2 separate regions of the Sus scrofa genome follow, and region 2 is linked to region 1. A link is a contact called in public promoter capture Hi-C data. All regions are on one chromosome and are shown on one strand. The core of a region is the stretch at or near the end of the contact, and the rest is flanking DNA. Distances in the headings are between cores, read along the strand shown. Region 1 holds the start of SDC1 (syndecan 1). Region 2 has its middle 55 kb from the start of LAPTM4A.

Region 1 (4,742 bases), core at 1,580-4,079:
AGCATACGGAAGTTCCCAGGCCAAGGATCAAACCCACGCCACAGCGGCAACCCAGGCTGCTGCAGTGACATCCACTGGGCCACAAGACAACTCCTAGGTCGCCATTTTTAAGGAAATATGGACACCAAATGTAAACGAGAAAGGACAAAGAACAGAGCTGGGAAAGATAGAACAAACCAAACTCTATAAAAAAGAAAACGAAAACCCCAGCTCTGAGCCAAGAGTCTGACCCCAAAGCTTAGTGCTTTCAGGCTCAGCTCAACCACCCCTTCCAGGAAGCCCTCCCACCACTGCAGCTCTAAGGAGCCTTCCTCTGCCCCTCCTTTCCCCCTAGAAACTCAACCTCTCTCTGCTGTGAGTTTTGCTTCTCTGCAAAGTATCAAAGTTTCCAGGACAGGAAGAAAAAAACAACATCTGCTCCTTCCCAGCTCACAGAAACACCCTGGAGAACACCGTCCAGAGAGAATCTCTAATCCCATTTGCCTTCTCCAGTTAAAGGGTGCTCTGGGATCCCGGCTCAGAGGCATGCCAGGCTCGGCGAAGGCAGGCAGCAGAACCACCACCACCACTCCTCCTGACTCTGGCTGGAAATCGGTGAAGTATTGCTGAGGCCCCAGCTTGAGCCTGGAGAGAGTGGGGGCATAACTACTGGTTCAAGGTGCAATCTGTATCCCACAGAAGACACGACCTTCACGAGCGAAGGAGAAGCCAGATGCCCATGTCTTGAAAGCGCCTGAAAACCAGGAGCACCCTGGAGACCCAGCTCAGAAATCCTATCTGCCCCCAAGGCTCCTCCAGCTAGGGCACCCCTTAGGCACACACTCCAACTCATCCGCAATTCACGAGACACCGGGGACCCTTTCCTAGACTCCGAAAGGCTTCCAAGCACAGCAGTCACCTGGGAAGCAAGAAAGGCACCTCACAGATCGGTCTGAAAAACACCTTGCCTGAGCCGGACCCTGTAAAATACCCCAAGGCTCTCAATAACTAGAGCTACTATTATTGTAGAGGGACCTGCTTCCAGAGGGTTGGCTTGGTGTTGCCGAGAGACTTGGCCGGAAAATACACTGTAAGTGGAGGACCGGGGTACCCACCCCCGGCCGCCGCTCCTTGCCCTCCCACGTGCCTCCTTTTGCCAGAGCTGGGGAAGTGAGCCGTCCAGATGTGGTAGCGAGAGACCGCCACTTCCGGAAGGGGGCGAGCCCCCTCGGTCCGCACCTCCCCTCTCCATCCCCGGGGATGGCCGACCTGGCTCACACGGAGCAGAGGAGAGGACCCTGGGACTCGGGCACCGGCTGTGGGGGCTGTGGGGGTGGACGTGAGCACCCGGCGGCCAGCGCTGACACCTGGCGGCAGCCCAGGTCTCAGCCCATAGTAGGCTGGAGCCGCGGGGCGGTTCCCAGGAAAGGGTTACCGGGGCCGAGAACAAAGCGCCCCCTTTGGGGAAGGCGGGCCAGCGGACGGCGGCTGGGGCGGGAGAGCACTTTCTGGGGACCCTCCGGATCTCTTTGTCGGCCAGATCCCTCTTTAGAGGCGACCCACCCCTCTCCAAAGGTGGGTGCTGGAGTTCTACCCCACGGCCTCCCCCCAGCTTCGGGCTCCACGTTTGTCCCCCTTTTCTTCTAGCTCCACTGGGCGGGCCAAGGGACCCGCCTTCCCTCCGCGCTGCTCCAGCACAAAGCCAGGCCGGGGGAGGGGTAAAGCCATTCCCGGGTCCACTCGCGTGGAAGCAGCCCGCGCGCCCCGACCGTGCCCAGCGCAGGCTCTCGCCCCTCCGCAGGCAGCACAACTTCAACAGCCCAGAAGTTGGGTTCCTGCGGGTCTCTTGCGTTCCGAGGCCAACTTCCCGGAACCTCCTGCTACACCCGGCCTGGCTCCGTTCGGCCAGCCAACGGACAGCCGAGACCCCACCTCTGTCCGCCCGCCCCGGTCGTCCTCGCAGCCCTGGCTGGGGCTCCTTAGTGCACACGCCCGCCTGCTCCCGCGCCGATTCCGCTGCTCCCAAACTTGCCTCTGCCAGAGGGGCCGGGCGCTCCGGCTCGACCGATCTGGTTTGAATTAGGGTCCGCGGGCGGGGCGTATTAGCCGCGATCTCGGCATCCTCCTGGGTCACCGGCGAGGGGCCCTGCCGCCGCAGTGCCCGGGGTGACTGGGTGGGAGCCGGCGACCCCAGGAGCCGCCGCTGGCTGGCTGGCTCTTTCGCCACTGGAGCCCTTTTACGTAATTGAGCTCGGGGCCCCGGCGCAGGCTCTGCTCCACGGGACGCCCCAAGCCTCCTCCCGGAGCTGCGGAACCCACGGCCCCCCCCCCCCATTCCCCGACGGCGGAGGCAGTTGGGTCAAGAGCCCTGATTTCGGGGCTCCTAGTCTCCCCGCCAGCCTTGCTAGCGCGGGAAGAGGGGAAGTCCCCGCTTCCCCTCCCCCTCCACGTGCGGTCGCCGGTATCGGCCGATCCGCCAGCCCCGGCTTCCCGCCACCTCCCGGCCAAGCCCCCGGCCGCACTCACCAGGAGGGCCGGCTGCAGGCGCAGCGCCAGCGCGCAGAGCCAGAGCCAAAACGCCGCGCGCCTCATGCTGCCCGGACCAGCGGCGGGAGCGCAGCGGGTTGCGCGGGTCAGGGGTGCGCGGCGCTGAGCCGTCTGCGCGAGGCTCCGAGTCGGCTCTGCGGGTTGCGCTGCGCCCAGCTCCCTTGAGCGATGCCCAAGCGCGCTGCTGTCCTAGGCGAGGGCTGCGGGGTCCCCTGGCTGCAGTCCTCGCTCTGGTGCTAGACTCCTCCGGCTCCGCTCAGCTACCGCTAGCACCTCTCCCGCCGAGCTCCGCCTTATAATAAACCCGCAGGCCCTTAGCCGTTGCAAAAAACTCGCCCCCCACCCCCAGCTCGCCAGGTCTCGGGGCCAGCCCCAGTCCCCACCCCCTAGAGCCCCGCCCCCTAGAACCCCGCCCCGCCCCCTGAGCCACAGGCCCGGCCCCCAAGGAACGCCCCAAGCCCGGCTCCCCAGCCCCGCCTCCGCACCGCGCCAGGGAAGCCGAGCCTCGCCTACCCCCAGGGCCACGGTCCCCGCGCGCCGCGGTTCCCCGGGTTTCGGCTCTGCTGCTCCGGTGTTCCCGGGGGTTGGGGACTGGTCGCACCCCCCTACCGCCCTGGCCAAGGGTTTTGAGGCTCTGCCCGGGAGACTGGCGGGAGGGGCGGGAGTTGGTCCTCGATTGCTGGCGCCAGTCTGCAGCGCCCTCTGGGCGTGAACACCGAGCCCCCTCCAGGTGCGCTGGACTCCCGGATCCGGGCGGGAACACTTTCTGAGGCTGTGCGGGGGCCCGAAGTGATGGGCCCTTAAATCAGTGGCCCCTTCCCTGGCTGCGGATGGTGCTCTCTGCGCCCTCTCACCCTACACCCCAGCACTAGTTTCCACATGCGCTGGCCTTCTGCCAGTGCTGGAAACTAGGGGCCTTACTTTAAACAGCTGGACACGCCCAGGAAGGGTTGTTTAAAAAAATTAAAAAATTTTAAAGGACTTTTCAGTGTCTTTTGATAGAAAGCAGTGCCCTCTCTCTTCATTCTCTGAGTCAAAAGGAAAAGTAAACAGCCTTGGGCCCAGGTGACTTCCAGCCTGCAGGTCTGAGAAGCACCACTGGCATTTTTGCTCCTTCGTGATTCCCTGAGGGGCCTTAGACCTCAGTGGTGCCATCAGCAATCCCGAGCCTCTGTGTAGGTGTTCAAAGACCATGGAAGGTCTGTAGAGCAAATGGCCTTGAACGAAAAGGGGAAGAACCTGCCGGGCCCTGCCTGCAATGTGACCTTGGACCTGGAGACCAAAGATACCGACTTCCCCACCCACCGTCCCCATCTCCGCCTGCAGAGCCTCCTGCAGGTTCTTAAGGCCTGAAGCAGTTCTCTTAGGCCTTGATTTCAAGGATCATCTAACCGCATGGCACCAGGCAGGACCTCTCCAAGGAGTTCAGGGCGTCCTGACAGGTTAAAGGGCCCTTTGAATAGAAAGCCATGAGGGTGTTTGCCAGGGGCTGGCTCATAGTCTGAAGTCAGCTCTCTAGCCCTTTCAACTCAATATGGAGGAAACATAGGTCAGTTTGGAATTTTGCTTTTCTCTCCTCCACAAAACAAAGAAAACTGGGGTCAAGGAATATTTGTTAGAGCCTCTTTATATTATAAAAATGACCCGTTGAGGGAGTTCCCTGGCGGCTCAATGGGTTAAGGATCTGGCATTGTGACTGCTATGGCTCGGTTTCAAGGGTTTTGATCCCTGGCCTGGGAACTTACACATGCCATGGGTGCAGCCAAAATAAATAAATAAATAAAATAAAAATGACCAGTTTATTTAGAAATTTACTCTTTCAAGCTGAGTAAATTTGCCTTAGTAAATCTGGGCCGATTAGGAAGAGGAGGAGCCCTAAGGAGGACACGTACACTGAGAGTGGAGGTAGAGGGTCAGGGTTTGCCTTGACCCAGCTGACTGCTGGCCTGCTTGCTTCTTCTCCCAGCCCGGGTTCTGCAGGAAAATCTCTCCCTCTCAGAAGCTCTTGAAGTCCCATAGTACCCAGGACCTGGGCCTCCTCAAACCCCTGTGGCCCCGTGGAATGCCACAGGAACATCAGCCCGTTTGCACTGCTGTGGCCAATCTGTCTGCACTCATCGGTTCCATCCTTGGGATCCCCCAAACCTCCTTAGATCTGGCAACTAAAGAGTTAAGTCTGGCTGAGCTCGGGCCCTCAAGCCCCCCCATCTGGAGGC
Region 2 (4,742 bases), core at 853-3,352, 110 kb before region 1:
GGTATGAGCGTGTACACACACACACACACACACACACACACACACACGAGGAACCGTCCCTCCTGCTGTTGGTGTTGTTACTCTCTCTGGGTCCAGCAGTCCATTTCTCTGTAACATGCTGTCACTATCAGGGATCATTGTCCCTGTTAGGGACTGAACTCTGTCCCCCAAATTGGTATGTTGACCCCCTAAGCCTGAGTTCCTCAGAATGTGACCATTTTTGGAGATAAGGGGGTGATTAAGGTGAGATGAGGGTGGGGCCCTAATCCAGTGTGACTAATGGCCTCATAAGAAGAGGGAAGACACCGGGAAAGGCCACATAAGGTGTCAGGCCAGACGCAGAGGCCCAGGAGACACCAGCCCTCCTGATACCTTCATCTCAGACTTAGATGATTTTGAACCATGAGAAAATACATTTTGTTGTTTAAGCTCCTCACTCTGTGGTGCGTTGTTGCGGTGGCCTCAGGACACTAGTACAGGCACAAAGGCTCACCCATAAGCTGTCCTTGCTTGTTCTGGAAGCTCCTTTCAAAGCCTCCTCGCAGGGGAGGCTTCCCTGGACCTGGGCCCCGCTGGGTGAGGGCGTGTCCCTTGCCAGCCCTCAGGTTTGGGGCGAGGTCACCCCCTCACCATCTCCTGCAGAGTGGCTCCTTCCCAGCCTGACCAAGAGCCCCTCAGCCTCCCTGGCACTCAGGGCCTCTCTCTGGTCAGCCTCCTGGCAGCTGGGTCTGCTCCTGCCCAGCAGGGCTTGGTGAGCCCGTCAGCAGGAGCCGGGAGCCAGCTGTGCGCGTCCCTCTCCTGCTCAGCTTCTGGGCCCATAACCCACTTGGCCTATTCTTTCTCTTGGTTCCCAGCCAAACTGAGAACCCCTTCGGGAAGGCTCAGCACATTTTCCCTGAGATGAGCTTCTCAAAGTGCTACCATGGAGTTCCCGTTGTGGCTCAGCAGAAATGAATCTGACTAGCATCCCTAGGGATGCAGGTTCAATCCCTGGCCTCACTCAGTGGGTTAAGGATCTGGCGTGGCCATGAGCTGTGGTGTAGGCTGCAGATGCGGCTCAGATCCCAAGTTGCTGTGGCTGTGGTGTAGGCTGGCAGCTACAGCTCTGATTGGACCCCTAGACTGGAAACCTTCATATGCCGCAGGTGCGGCCCCCACAAGACAAAAAGACCAAAAAACATTCTTCCAGATCCAGCTAGGTTCCCACTCTTCGTCTAGCTGCCCAGGGCCCTCAGGAGGCTCCCAGAGGCAAAGGACGGGTGGAGACGAAGAGGATCAAGAGCACAGGCGTGCGGGCCTCAGGCCCAGACCCCCAGGGGACAGCTCTCCATCAGCCCACCTTCGGCCTGAACCAGGACTGGGGGCCCTGCTGGAAATAGCATGACCCCGGACTGGCGGACCTCTGACCCTGCCGTCAATGAGGTGGCCATTCTGCTTGGAGGGCCCTAGCCTGAGGTCAAGAGCCTCACCACGGCTGGTGAGGCACTGAGGCCGTGCTCCAGAGGCTTCTCTGGCCACGGAGAGGTCACGACCAGGAGGTCATGAGAGAAGGCGGTCAGGCTGGTGCCCCCACAGGATCCCGAACTTAATTAACACCAGCCCTTTTGTGCCCGATCAAGGAAGGAAAGGGCTTGCTTTCTTTCCTCGGCCCCTGAGGACTCTGTCTGCCCTCCCCTCTCAGGAGGCGCTTCCTTTGAACCCGGAGAACTTCCGGGGGCCCTCCCGGAGCTGGGCTCCGTCATCCTGGCTGCCCTGCAGGGAAGGGGCAGGGGAGGGGCGCGTCAGTCTGGTCAGGTGGGAGGTGAGGTTTTTCCGCCCTTGGGCGGATGGTGGCCCTCATGTGTTCCTTTATTCGAGAAGAAGTTACGAAGCATCCCTGTGAGCAGCCTCTGTGCTAGGCTCTGATCCCTGGGGTGGCTGGGAAAGTCGTGGAAAGGCCCCGTTGTTTGCCCAGGATGGATGACTAACCTGGGGGCTGAAGGGGCCCTTTCTCCGGAGGCAAGTGGATGCCTGACCGTGAGGGAGACACATACGCACCCCAATAAAATGCCTCTGAGAAGCTCTTTGTGGCTGGACTGTTTGTCTTCCGAGCACAGGGGCCAGGACCCCGCCCCATGTGTGGTATCTTTGTGTTCCCAGGCCCACCACGTGGGCGTGGTTGCTCTAGGCCATGCTGCGGTGGGGGGGCGGTGTGTGTGGTGAGGGTTGGGCAAGCAGGGAGCAGCTTTCAGTACCATGACCTCACCCTCGAACCCACCCCCAGTGGTCCTCCTTGGCCAGTGAAAGGGCTAGTGTTTCTTTCTTTTTTCTTTTGTTTTTTTGTTTTTGTTTTTTGTTTTTTTTTTTTTTTGGTCTTTTTATGGCTGAATCAGTGGCACATGGAAGTTCCCAGGCTAGGGGTCGAATCGGAGGTACAGATGCCAGCCTACACCACAGCCACAGCAATGCAGGATCCAAGCCGCATTTGCAACCTACACAATTCTCAGCAACGCTGGATCCTTAACCCACTGAGCGGGGCTAGGGATCGAACTGGCATCCTTATGGGTACTCGTCTGGCTCTTAACCCACTAGCCATAATGGGAACTCCTGTCCCTGGCCTTTTCATTCCACCTTCTTCTCTGTCTTCTAATTCTACGTGTCTTTTAGCTGATCGGTTTGTTTCCTAATACAAGGAGAAAACAGAAAATATTGGCAGGAATCCCATTTTCCCCTCCCCCTTTAAAACGATAAGCCTCCTGGCATCCGTACCCATCTCCTGCCCACCATCCCGGGTCCTAGATAAAGGAGCTTGTCTCGAGCTCTGGATCCCACTCCTTTTGCCTTCCGAAGATCCCTGCCCGTGACATGGCTTATTATCTAGGCTCCTTCATCGTAATTTCCCCGTTCCATGGGATCTTTCTCATCAGCATACAGAAATTCTCTACAAGCTCCCATCTCTTTAAAAAGAAACATCAGGGGAGCTCCCTGGTGGTCTAGGGGTTAGGACTTGAAGCTTTTACCACTGCGGCCTGGGTTTAATCCCTTGTCTGGGAACTGAGATCCCACATCAAGCCACTACGAGTTGCGGCCAACAAAACAAAACAAAAAATAAACCAAAAAACCCCCCAAACACAGACAAAACAAACACAAAACTACCCCCTTGCTGCCCCTCTCCCTCAGCAGCTACTGCTCCAATGGTTTGCTGTGCATCACAGTAGAATTACCTTAAGAAGCTCTTTCTGCCCGCTTCTCTCGCTTATTCACTGCCCTTCCTCCACACCCACCCCCGGGGTGCCCATTCCCACCACTGCACTAAAACCGACCTTGTCAGAATCTCCATGACCTTCACCTTGTTGAAGCCTGGGGTCAGTTCTCTGCCCAGCTGTTGGATCTGTCAGCAGCCCTGGGATGGTTGGCCCTGCCTCCTCCTTGAAAGGTCGCCTTCTCCTGGCTTTGGCGGAAACCACCTCCCCACTTTCCTTCTCTCTCTGCCTGTCCCTGTTGGTTTCGGTCAACCTCTACCTATTGATATGTGTCCACTTCTCTTCTTCCTCTAGACGCTTCCTAGAAGGCCTCCCCGGGGCTTTAAGACAACTCGTAGGCTGATGCCTCCCGCACTTGCGTCTTCAGCTCTAACCCTTCCACCGAGGCTCACGTCACTTGTCATCTCCATTTGGGCATCTACCAGGCATGGCAAAATTAACACAGGCCACACTAAAACTGTTAACGATCTGGTCTTTCCCATCTTGGTAACTGGCACCAGCATGGACTCGGCCTCTCAAGCCTGGAGAGCATCCTGATCCCCAGTTCCTCTTCCTCACCACGTGGGATTCATCGCCAAGTTCCGTGAACTCCGTTCCATGGCTCTCAACCCCTCCTTTCTCTTCCATGTCCATGGCTGCCACAGTCTCACCCACGTGGCTCTCAGGGTCTCCCCGTTCTCTCGTCCCCTACGATGCAGTCTACGCCACAACCAGAGTGATCCGTAAAGGTTTTAAATGAGATCAGGTCCCTTCCCAATTGTGATTTGAATAATACCTGGATTCCTTACCATGGCCAAAATTCTCTACCAGTTAGGGCTTCTACTTGCCTCTCTGTCTTCAACTCTCCCCACCCCTCCTCTACATCAGCCCCCTGCTGTTCAAACTGGGGGAGCAGAACGTGGCTCCACCTTAAGCCCCCAGCTCTTCCCCTGTTTAGAATATTCTCCTGCCCATCTTTGCCCAGAATAAACGTCACCTCCCTAAAGTGGCACCCTGCGGGCTCTCTCGCTGCACTGTCCTGATTTTTTTTTTTTGATTCATTGCACGTATCAGCAATGAAATGACAAGTTTTGAGTATTTGGGACAGTTGCTTTGGGGGCTTGTTTCGTTTTGCTGTGCCTATGGGATGTGGAAGTTCCCAGGCCAGAGCTCGAACTCGAGCCACAGCAGTGACAATACTGGATCCTTAACCCCACCTGAGTATCTGTTTATTTGCTTGTTTTCTCTCCACGCACTAACATGGAAGCTCCAGGCAGGCAGGGAACTCCTCTGTCATGCTCACAGCCATAGCTCCTGCATCTAGAACAGAGCCTGGCACATTAATGGGGGTTGAATAAATAGCTGTTGAGTAAATGAACAAGTGGACACCAGGCAGTGGGGATAAAACCAAAACAGGATCTGACAAGGTCCCAGCCCCTGGGAAGCTCAAATACGGAGGCACGATGGAGAGAAATTGGCATGTAAAATGCAGTGTGGGGGGAGTTCCCACTGTGGCTCAGT

The links. Promoter capture Hi-C pulls out the DNA fragments that hold promoters and counts their contacts.
Region 2: a contact with region 1 is called in a promoter capture Hi-C map of fetal liver, with 4 times the contacts expected there. The contact joins the enhancer-like site here to the promoter of SDC1 in region 1. A contact is called at or near these places in 2 of 5 promoter capture datasets (fetal liver and liver) and 9 of 47 Hi-C or Micro-C datasets (embryonic fibroblasts, fetal liver, fetal skeletal muscle and 4 more).

Annotation. Positions count from the first base shown.
Region 1 is chr3:117,985,672-117,990,413 of Sscrofa11.1, reverse strand. SDC1 (syndecan 1) reads right to left here and starts at 2,829. Exons shown (of 5, transcript NM_001243190.1): 1 at 2,506-2,829. The coding sequence starts at 2,571.
Region 2 is chr3:118,094,616-118,099,357 of Sscrofa11.1, reverse strand. No RefSeq gene overlaps it. Among named protein-coding and RNA genes, the nearest start is that of LAPTM4A, 55 kb to the left of the region's middle. Within about 2 kb of position 2,102, at least 4 of the 83 cell types and tissues checked have an H3K27ac peak or open chromatin away from gene starts, as enhancers often do. A contact at or near this core is called in fetal liver, where this site is marked.